2 separate regions of the Mus musculus genome follow, and region 1 is linked to region 2. A link is a contact called in public Hi-C data. All regions are on one chromosome and are shown on one strand. Each heading gives the region's core, a stretch centred on a gene start, on an enhancer-like site or on the middle of the called end of the contact. The rest is flanking DNA. Distances are from core to core; before and after follow the strand shown. Region 1 overlaps Fbxo9 (f-box protein 9). Region 2 overlaps Elovl5 (ELOVL family member 5, elongation of long chain fatty acids (yeast)).

Region 1 (4,904 bases), core at 398-2,897, 170 kb before region 2:
TTTCTTCCCCAAGTTGCTTTCGGTCATGGTGTTTCATCACAGCAGTAGTGACCCTAACTGAGACACCATGCCGTGTATGTGCAGGTGCCCACAGAGGCCAGAAAGAGAATTCCAGTGTGCTGCTGGACACGAATGCTGGGAACCAAACTCAGGTCCCCTGGAAGACTATCCAGCCCTCAACTGCTGAACCATCTCTCCAGCTCACAGATGTCTCTCCAAAGAAAGAGATCCCAGTATAGTGCTCACACTCAAATTCCTCCTAGCACATGAGAGTCTGAGGCAGGAAAATCACTGCAAATTCAAGGCCAGCCTGGTCTACATATCGAGTTTCAGTCCAGCCTAGGCTATACACAATGAGACCCTGTTTCAACTAACAAAAACTAATGATGCTGGTTTTTTTTTTTTTTTTTTTACCCAAAATCATGTGGTGCTTTTGGTCCTAAACGTACCAGCTGTGACAAAGATGTGCTCTCTGCCTTCGATACACTCTTTCTACTGAGGGAGACAAGTGATTTCAATAAGAATGTATTTGTAAGGTGACAGAAAACAGTTGGAAAATGCTGCTGACTGAATGTTGAAGTAGATGCAGCTAAGCAAGGAAGAAGGCAATCCAGGCCCAGAAGAGCAAGCAGCACACTGAGTAGCACTAACCCATTAGAGCCGGGAAGCTCTTCAGATCAGGCTAGCTTAGTCCGACTGCCCGACAACAGCAAGAGGGCTGTACTCCGTGGGACTCGGGTCCTCTCTTATTAGCTCTATTTAGGATTTGCAGTGATAACTCAGACTCTTAGATGTATACATCTCAGTGGGATCCATGCATTTCACAGTCTCCCTCTCATATTTCCTAGTAGATCAGTTTCTCATTACAACAAAATGCCTGAGATCATGCATACAGAGTTCGCTTTGGCTCATGATCTGGAGGATCAACTCCGGGATCCAGGTGGCCCCCTTGCTTTGCACCTCCCACACAACAGCACATCATGGCAGGAACTGTTCTCCACCCATCAGGCCAGATCCTACGGGTTCTCCCAACATCCAGGAACGCCAACCTGAGGACCTCTGTTTACACGGGGATCCTTTGGGGAAGAGCAGTCTAAGCCCTTTGTCCAAACCCAGACTCCTGGCTTAGAACAAATGCTTCTCTGACTTATGTCTTCCCTGGAGTAACTTTACAGAGCAGCAAGGATCTTACTCTGTCCCAGCTAGTCAAGTTTTACGGGCTCCCTGCTTTGGGTCTGGTTGCCAGAGATAAGGTATGAGCAGAGTTTGTTTATGTTACACTTATGTGGTACAAGAGTGTTTGGTTGCTGTACTCGGAGATCTGTGGTGGCAAAACCTTTCCTCTCCTGGAAATAACTTACAGCCAAAATTTGCTAATAGAAAAGTTACTGTCTTTGGAACTAGATAGAATAATTGCCTTTGGGGCTTTTCTTTCTTTTTTTTTTTTTTTTGTGGGGAGGGGTGACAGTGGTATGGATATGTGTTTCCTGTGTGTGCAGGTACATGTGTGTATGAAACTACACATGTACCTTTCTGCATATGTGTGTAGAGACCAGAGGCAATAAAATCCATTTGTTATTAGTCCTAGCTAACTGCCAGGGTCATTTCCTCATTGCCATTTCTGTGTAGGAGTGACCACACTGAGTGTTGAGCAAGCTGCCCGTGCTGATAAGTTATTAGCTAACAGACTGAACCAGGCAATACTTTATTTTCCTGAGGATTCATTTTAGTCACTTAATGTACTGAGACTAAAAGGATTCGATGGTGATAGTAAACGGAAACGTTTATTAAGCCCAAAGCCACTCACTGTTCAGCCCACCTTTATTCCACGTTAAACCACGCCAGTGTAAAAGATTGGGTTTATAATAGAGATAAAATAGAGGAGGTGAGTTTGGTCGGCATATATCTCAGTGGCTCTGTTAGACTTCTTGTTTACATGTACAAAGCTCTAGACTCAATTCCTTAATAGGGAAAAAGAGAAGGGCTGACTTTTTCTTTTCCTTCCTTCCTTCCTTTCCTTAAGACAAGGTTTCACTGCATTCCTTCACTTGGAACTCACTATGTAGACCAAGCTGGCCTTGAACTCAGATGCAGCCTGCCTCTCTCCTGAGTGTGGAAATTAAAGGCATGGAATACCATGCCTGACTGAGATAACATGATTGTATGCCACCGTGTGGGTGCTGGGAACCAAGCCTGGGTCACCTAGAGGTGCAGAATTGATTCTACAGTATTATAAAAGTTAAAGCACAAATTCTCTTTGTATTGGTATCATTTAAACTTAACCAAAGTGGATACCCAGAGAGAAGGAATTGTATTTCATTGACGTGAAACATCTCAGCCTCCGAACTTGAACTTTGTGCAGCCTTGATATTCAAAGTGGGTTCCACAAACTCAGAGGTGTGGTATTAGTTAACAATTGACTGAGACGATCACAGAGGGAAACTAGTGTTTACCAGTTTTGGACCCTGTTCTGGTTTGTTCTTCTCAGGCAGAAGCGGAGGAAGATTGTCATTCTGATGCTGACAGAGTAGGCGATGAAGGAAATGAGAGTCCGGCTGAGAGAGACCTGCAGGCAAGTGTCTTCAGTTCTGTGTTGAGTTCTTACACCGTGAGAAGTTGGTCACCGTTGGGAGCTCTTGTCAGCTCTTATTTGCATGGAATTTAGCTGAGCTTGCATAGTCTTTTGTTTGTGGTTTTTTTGGTTGGTTTTTTGTTTTTTGTTGTTTATGTTTTTTGTTGGTTGATGTTTTGTTGTTTTTGTTTTGTTTATATTTTTTGTTGGTTGTTGTTTTTGATTTGTTAATGGTTTTTGGTTGGTTTGGGGGTTTTGTTGCTTTGAAACAGCCCTGGCTTTCCCAGAACTCACTCTGTAGAACAGAGTGGCCTTGATCTCTTGCCTCTGCCTCTGAGTGCTGGGATTAAAGGCATGCACTATCATGTCCTAGTTTGGACTTTGGGTTTTTTTTTAATAAAGATTTGTTTATTTATTTATTTTTATGCATATGAGTACAATTATAGCTGTCTTCAGATACACTAGAAGAGGGGATCAAATCCTATTACAGGTGGTTGTGAGCCACCATGTGGTTGCTGGGAATTGAACTCAGGACCTCTGGAAGAGCAGTCAGTGCTCTTACTGTTGAGCCATCTCTCCAGCCCCCGATATTCTTTATAACATACTTAAACCATATTTTTTCTGTAAAAATATGAAATTAAATGTTTATATTAATTTTTTACATTCGTTTACTTGTGTGTGCATGTGAGTTCATGGACTCATGTGCCACAGTGCTTGTAGGGAGGTCAGAGAACAATTGATGGGAGTCGTTCCTTTCCTTCTAGCACGTGGCTCTCAGGTCAGGTCAGTAGGCTCGGCAGCAGGTGATTTTACTCACCCAACTGTTGTTTTGGTCCAAGAATGTAGGTGTAAGATATTTAAAAGTAATATGCAAGTCAGAACACATAACTTAATGAACAAGTTTGAGATTTGATCATTTGAAGTTCAAAGCCTGTTTAAAACATAAAATTGAAAGAAATAGCTAGAACAACTGCTTGCTATGTTAGCAAAGGGTTAGAATCGTAAGTGGATAGACTGTGCATGAATTAGAGGAATACAAGGTAGAGAGAGGTGAGCAGACAGTTAGTGGAAAAATATGAATGGCTGTTAAATATTTGAAGAGGTAATATGTCTCATTAATAATTTAACCACAACTCAACGAATTAATAATTTATTGAATGATGTCCATTTTTGTCTGGACTGTGAAAACACACGTTACACTTGAGATTATAACCGACCTTTATTTTTCTGGAGGATACATGAGCAATGTGGATCAAAATTAGAAGTATACACTCCCTTTTGATACAGCAACTGACCAGGAAATTAAATCTAAGGAAATAACAGGGAAATGAGGGGATGAGATAAATCTATATGTATTAAACTCAAAAATTACTGCAACTAAGCTAATATTGACTTCTGAGCTGTATGAGGCTTGCTTACTTGGCACATGTAGTTTAGTAGGATGGACGCAGCTAGGGATTCTGCAGGTCAGGCACGAGTGTAACATGTTAGAAGTCTGGAAGCAGAGCACTGCAGAATATTGTTAAGACATCCATGAGACACCTTTCTAGAAAGTTACCCAGAAATAATATCCGTGATTCTATTAGCAGTGGCCGTCTTTCGCAGGAGAAGTAGCGATTACTCTTCGGGACCCTTTTTGAAAGGCACCTCTAGGGTCAAGGCCTTGGGAGGGGGATGGGAGAGACAGCAAAGGAAGCAAGCCCGGGTGCCTGCAGTCTTAATGGACCCCCTGAGCTGGTCCTGTGGGGTCCTGAGGATAGACGCCCCTCCCCGAAAGCCAGGTCCTTGAGTGGGGAGCAGGGAGGCAGTGTGATCCTGCTGAGGCAGTACCCACATGGGGTGATGCTGTGACTGTTTTCAAAAGTTGGGGTAACAATTTCTTCCTTAAAAGCAGCCGACCACATTGGGGCCTTGAGTTTTTCTATGCTTTATATTTAAATGACCTTTGTTTAAAAGGATTTCCTTTTTGGAGTATAGAATGTTTATCAAAAGAAAGACTTTGCTTGACCTGTAGAAATTTTTAGAAACTTTGTAATATCTACTAGATGTGTACTATTAACAAATATTCAGTAACATATCAATTCTGCCCCCACATCAGGGCTTATAATCTCAATTCTAATTAAAATTTAGTTCTCCAGTATTTTTAGGCTTTTTACTATATGGACAAACTTACTTTTGTCTGGTATTCATTCTTTAAAGTTTTAAGCAGAAAATGATTTTATTTTATTTTTTTTGCTGTTGTTTTTGTTTTCATTTGTTTGTTTGGATTTTGAGACAGGGTTTCTCTGTTGTAGCCCTGGCTGTCCTAAAACTCACTCTGTAGAGCAGGTTG
Region 2 (5,191 bases), core at 1,767-4,266:
CTTTTTATTTTAACTATACACTTACAAGGTACAGTGTGACAGCCTGCAAGTATATACAACACGTGATGATTGTCATGGTAACCACACACATCATCTCAGACATAGCACTGCTTCGCACTAAGAACACCCAAAACCGCCTCTAGTAGCTACGCTACATACTTCACTGCTGTCAGCCATGGCTGTTTTGTGCCACAGAGCATGGCAAGTTATCCCCCACCCCCACCCCCTTACTGCACCATGGTCCTCCCCCTCCCCCTTCCCAGCCCTGGATCGCTCCAGGAGCTCTTCTATGAGATTCGCCTTTCAGCTTCCTTGTCTACATGAGAAGATGTAGTGACTGTCTTTCTGTGCACGACTTATTCCTCCTGGCGTGACCACGCTCTCCAGTTCTATCCATGTTACAAAGAAGCTCAACAGAATCACACTGTGTGTGCACATCCTGTTTTCTTTACTCAACTCACCTGACAGACAGGCTGGTTGGTTCCATTTTCTGGCTTTTACGGATAGAACAGCAATAAACCCCCAAGTATGGGGTCTTAACAGTCTGCTTTCCTTCCTCTGCACAGAACCAGTGTGGGATCACTAACCTGCTCCATAAGGTCCCTATTCACCCTCTACTTCCTCTGCACTCTCCCCCTTCTGAGAATCCATCCCTTCATATCCCATTTCCCATGTTACCTTTACTGCCTCTCTCCAAAGACTGGGTCGATCCTACACAACCTGAAAACAATCGGCCCCTAGACTGTTTGTCCACAAGGCTCACTTTCAATGTCCATCACCAGACTTGCTTTTCATTCCTGTCTCTCCAGTTTCCTTCTCAGTGACGAAGCACACTAGACAGTAAAGTATACCTGCACTGACAGGCGCGTGGGCAGGGTAAGCCTTCAGGAAACCGAGGAGGTCAGGAACGAGGCAGGGATGCAGCACAAGGAAGAGCTGTCGTTAGGGACAACCAGCCAACTGAAGGAAACACTTCACGAGGGACTGTCCCGAACTCAGTCACTCAACAGTGAAAGCAAGATTTCTCAATGTTAAAAGGTGGCAACATTCACTTCAGCACACACAACCCTGGGATGAAACAGACCGGCGAGGCCCCTGTGCAAGGACAACACGCATTTGTGAAACAGCCCTTATTTTTATTAATCCTTTTTTTCAAAAAGTGGGCAAGCAATCCAACCAGATATTTCTCAAAAGGAAGTGGCAAAGAAGTACATGAAAAATACTTGGTGTCACCAAGGAGACCGAGAAATCACCACCTGCCAATGATAATGCTATGATAAAAAAAAGATGAAAGCAAACACTGGTGGGACAGGAAAACAAATGCCAAAAACATCCCAGCTATGAGTGTAGATAACGCTGTCGCTGACAGGAAACTGCAAGGAAAGGGTTCCTCAAAAATCCACACTCAGAAGCCAGCAGGTCCCGTCCTAAGTGCATCTCCAAGGGTGTCGAGATAGTGATGCCAAAGACCTAGGACTCAGCTGGTCATTTACGCTCTATGTGTAGATGGCTTAGGCTGCACCCTCAGCAACACAGGCATGCGCACAAGCAAGAGCCAAGATGGAGAAGCAAGTGAAATGGGGCACATAAACAAGTCAGGCACATATAAACAAGTCAGGACACATACTCAAGTCAGGCACGGCAAGAAGACAGGTACTTAGTGTTTTCACTCGTGGGAGTTTAAATGTTGATTTCATAGAAAAAGAAAGGTAGAAAGATAGAGGGTGGGGCGGGGGTGAACTCCTAAGGATACCCTATTGACATGAGCATGAACCACAGGCCTCAGGGATGACGGCAGCCTGTGACTACTCTCCTCCAGCGACCTGCTAAGTTTCAGGACTTCCGACAGTCTCCATCAGAATGCTTGTCCCATCTGATCCCAGACTCTGTGTGTGTGTGTACGTGTGTGTGTGTGTGTGTGTGTGTGTGTGTGTGTGTGTGCGTGCGCACACGTGCGCTCATCAGGTCAACCCAAGCCCTCCAGGTAGCAGCAAGGGGATGGAGAGGGGACAGAAACAGATCAGAAACTAGGTATGAAAGCACTGGTGGGGTGAACAGCTTCCAGGGTTCTGTAGCATAGCAGAATGCCTGTGATTTACAATAGTTTATCCACATTTTAAAGTAACTAGAAGAGTCTGAAGGATCTCAATGCTATTTGATCATAATATATATGTATGCATGTATCAAATGTCTATAGTATACTCTCTAAATATGTATAATAATTGTTAATTAAAACTTTAGAAAAGAAATAATCAAATACTCTTTAGCTGCTAAAATTCATTTAAAAAGAAAAAAACCAGCACAACAAAACAGGCTTGGCGGGTATTGGGGGGCAGGGGGGGGAGGATGCCTAAGGACCGGAGTGTTAAATAATAGCACTTTCCTTGCTATTGAAACATTCCCTCCTACAAGAAAGCTTAAGACAGAAAATAACTCAAAACCATCTGCAGGAAGTCCCTGAAACTGACAGGATTCATTAAATCCTTCTCTGTCCACGAAGCAATTGGACTTTAAGACAAGCCCAATCACTTTGAATAGGCAGAGATAAGTGAGCTGCCTGAAAGGGCTCAGATCAGCCCAGCCACCTAGAAAGGACACTCTACTGGTTAAGCTACAGGCTGCGCAGTGTGCTCCAGTTTGTTAGCTGTACTGCCCCTATCACAGTAAAACTTACTGGTTCACCAAGTTGGACTTTAGAAGTAACTGTACTTTGGTCTGTCCTGGTCTCCCTAACTAGGCTGAGTAGTAGATTTTGTGGGGTTGGGGGGGGGGGGGAGAGGAGAGATGGAGGGAGGGAAGAAAGGAAGGAGGAAGAGAAGGAGGAGGAGGAAAGACATCTTCCCCAGGAAAAGTCTGTTACACAACAAAGGCAGGCAGGTCTCTGTGTCAAAAGTAAAAAAAAATCATTCAAAGTAAAAATAACAATGCATTCAGTTCCTCAATTACATGAGTCACTTTCAGGTCTTGGGGAGAACACGTACGTAGCTGGTAAACACTAGACTAGTCGGCGCAAAGAGAACCAACAGAGCCTCTCAGTAGCTCACTGCCCTGGAGCAGACTCAGCGCAGAACCAGGCAGACTGGCAAGACTTGTCTTCCAGAGAGTTAAGGGTTAAATGGTTACAGAAAGCAAGATCAAGGGGATACCAGCAGCAGTTTAGTATTAAAACGAAGGCACTCTCCTTCGTCAACAGTAAATAAGCCTGAATAAAAATGAGATTATGTAATTTAAGCGAGTTTTAGCCAACTTTAAGGTCCAAGGACCACAAAGCAAAGATATTCCATGAGAAGGGATAAATTCAAAAATAAAAATGAGTACTTAAAAATAACTTTACTGCTACAATGACATTAATCTTTCTCTGGTTTCTCTCTCTCTCTCTCTCTCTCTCTCTCTCTTTCTTTCTTTCTTTCTCTGTTTTTTAAACAGGGTTTCTCTAACCCTAGTTGGCCTCAGACTGACAGAGATCCACCCCAAGACACACACAAAGGTGTGAAGAAAGTAGCAGTAACTATTGTAGAAATTAGCATCATTAAAAAAAAAAAATTAGTGTCCAAACCTGATAGAAATAAACAAGAGATAAAATTAGAGACCCATGTAAATATAATAGATGTTAAAAATAGAAATGATCAAATTGTTTGAAGACAATGCAATACGGAATAAAGGTGCACGTATACAAAAAAAAAAAAAAAAAGCAATACAGAGGAGCTTTGGTACAGGGGTCCTCAGCATGCAGTCATCACCCCAGCTCTGGGCCCTTTCCAGCAAGGAAAAACTGTTTTCATGATACTTTCCCATCTCCCTCTCATCAGAGACTACACATGCAAGATCGAAGTCTACTGACTGCAGCAAACTGAGAGGGTCCAGGCGTCCTTCACTGAGGTAGGCGTGTAAGACTCTGGCAAAAAAACAAGCGTTCTGTGTGCATTAGTTTTCTGCTGTTTTATAAAGCACATTTTCCGTGAAAGACATTATTCATGGTGTCAGATGAGAAAAATATCTAAAAATCCAATTTTAACGTCATTTAAAATTAACTCCTGGCAGGTTAAACATAACAGATATAATCTGCATAAGCTAAAGGTGAGGCGCAATTTTTAAAAGAAAATGTAAATGAAACAAAATGCCTGACAATCGTCGTATTAGGAGCTATGCTGATATCCCTTCCCCCAAGGTTTTATTTCCAAATGATATTGAAAATTTAGTTTTTAAACTTAAATATCCATCACCACCACCCCTCCCCCCAAAAGAGGAAAATCAAAAAGAGAACAAGGTTGTTTGGGATTTGTTGTTGTTTTGGTTTTTTAATGTGCATTGGTGTTTTGTCTGCATATATGTCTGTCTGTGTGAGGATGCCAGATCCCCTGGAACTATAATTTTCGTCTGTTGTGAGCTGCCATGTGGGTGCTGGGAATTGAACCCAGGTCCTCTGAAAGAACAGCCAGTGCTTTTAACAGTTGAGCCATCCATCTCTCCAGCCTCCAGATCAGGGTTCTCTTAGGCTGCCCTTGACGTGGTTGTGAGCTGCCTGACATAGGTACTGGGAACTAACTCTAGTACCCTGCAGGAACAGCGTGTGATCATAACTGCTCAGCCATCTTTTAAGCCCCAAGAATAATTTCTTTAACACCTGTATTCAGTAGTTAAAAGTACACATTAAAAACTGAACACTCAAATACTTTTAAATTTACTGAACTGATCATTTTGAAAGTAAAGCTAGCAATAATAGAAGTTAAATATGTTATAATTAAAGGTACTTGTGAGAGAGTCACATTACCACTTCCCTGCTGGCTCGAGCCACATAGACAGAACTGAGGAAAATCCAACAGGATCAACTTAACAATATCAAGCTGGTTTTCACATGACTATGTGGGCACAAAATCTCAAAGTTCTTTTTCGTCAAAACACCACTAGCTCTGGTGGGAGCTCCGGTGCGTTAGGACACTCTCGGACGGTTCCCTGAGCTAAGTCGCATGAGCTAATGTGCTCTTGCTGCACAAAGAGCACATTCAAAGGACAGTGAGGAAGAGCACAGTACAGCAACACACACTTAAGAACACGCTTTATTGCCAGGTATGGTCGTGCACACCATTAATCCCAGCACTAAGGGGGCAGAGGCAGGTGGGTCTCTGAGTTTGAGACCAGCCTGGTCTACAAATGGCTAGGGCTACACAGAGAAACCCTGTCTTGGAAAAAC

Evidence for each region. A called contact is a pair of places that touch in the nucleus more often than the background predicts.
Region 1: a contact with region 2 is called in a Hi-C map of liver, with 2.7 times the contacts expected there. The contact joins two enhancer-like sites. A contact is called at or near these places in 2 of 39 promoter capture datasets (liver and stem cell-derived epiblast-like cells), 6 of 484 Hi-C or Micro-C datasets (CD4 T cells, CD8 T cells, LSK cells and 3 more), 3 of 115 datasets of contacts at active chromatin or transcription factors (bone marrow-derived macrophages, extraembryonic endoderm stem cells and pancreatic cancer cells) and 2 of 9 other capture datasets (adipose tissue and liver).

The regions. Positions count from the first base shown.
Region 1 is chr9:78,101,939-78,106,842 of GRCm38.p6, reverse strand. It overlaps Fbxo9 (f-box protein 9), which reads left to right. Exons shown (of 13, transcript NM_023605.2): 2 at 2,489-2,572. Among named protein-coding and RNA genes, the nearest start is that of Fbxo9, 4.3 kb to the left of the region's middle. Within about 2 kb of position 1,647, at least 35 of the 459 cell types and tissues checked have an H3K27ac peak or open chromatin away from gene starts, as enhancers often do. A contact at or near this core is called in bone marrow-derived macrophages and liver, where this site is marked.
Region 2 is chr9:77,933,861-77,939,051 of GRCm38.p6, reverse strand. The region is part of intron 1 of Elovl5 (ELOVL family member 5, elongation of long chain fatty acids (yeast)); the gene reads right to left. Among named protein-coding and RNA genes, the nearest start is that of Elovl5, 19 kb to the right of the region's middle. Within about 2 kb of position 3,016, at least 55 of the 459 cell types and tissues checked have an H3K27ac peak or open chromatin away from gene starts, as enhancers often do. A contact at or near this core is called in bone marrow-derived macrophages and liver, where this site is marked.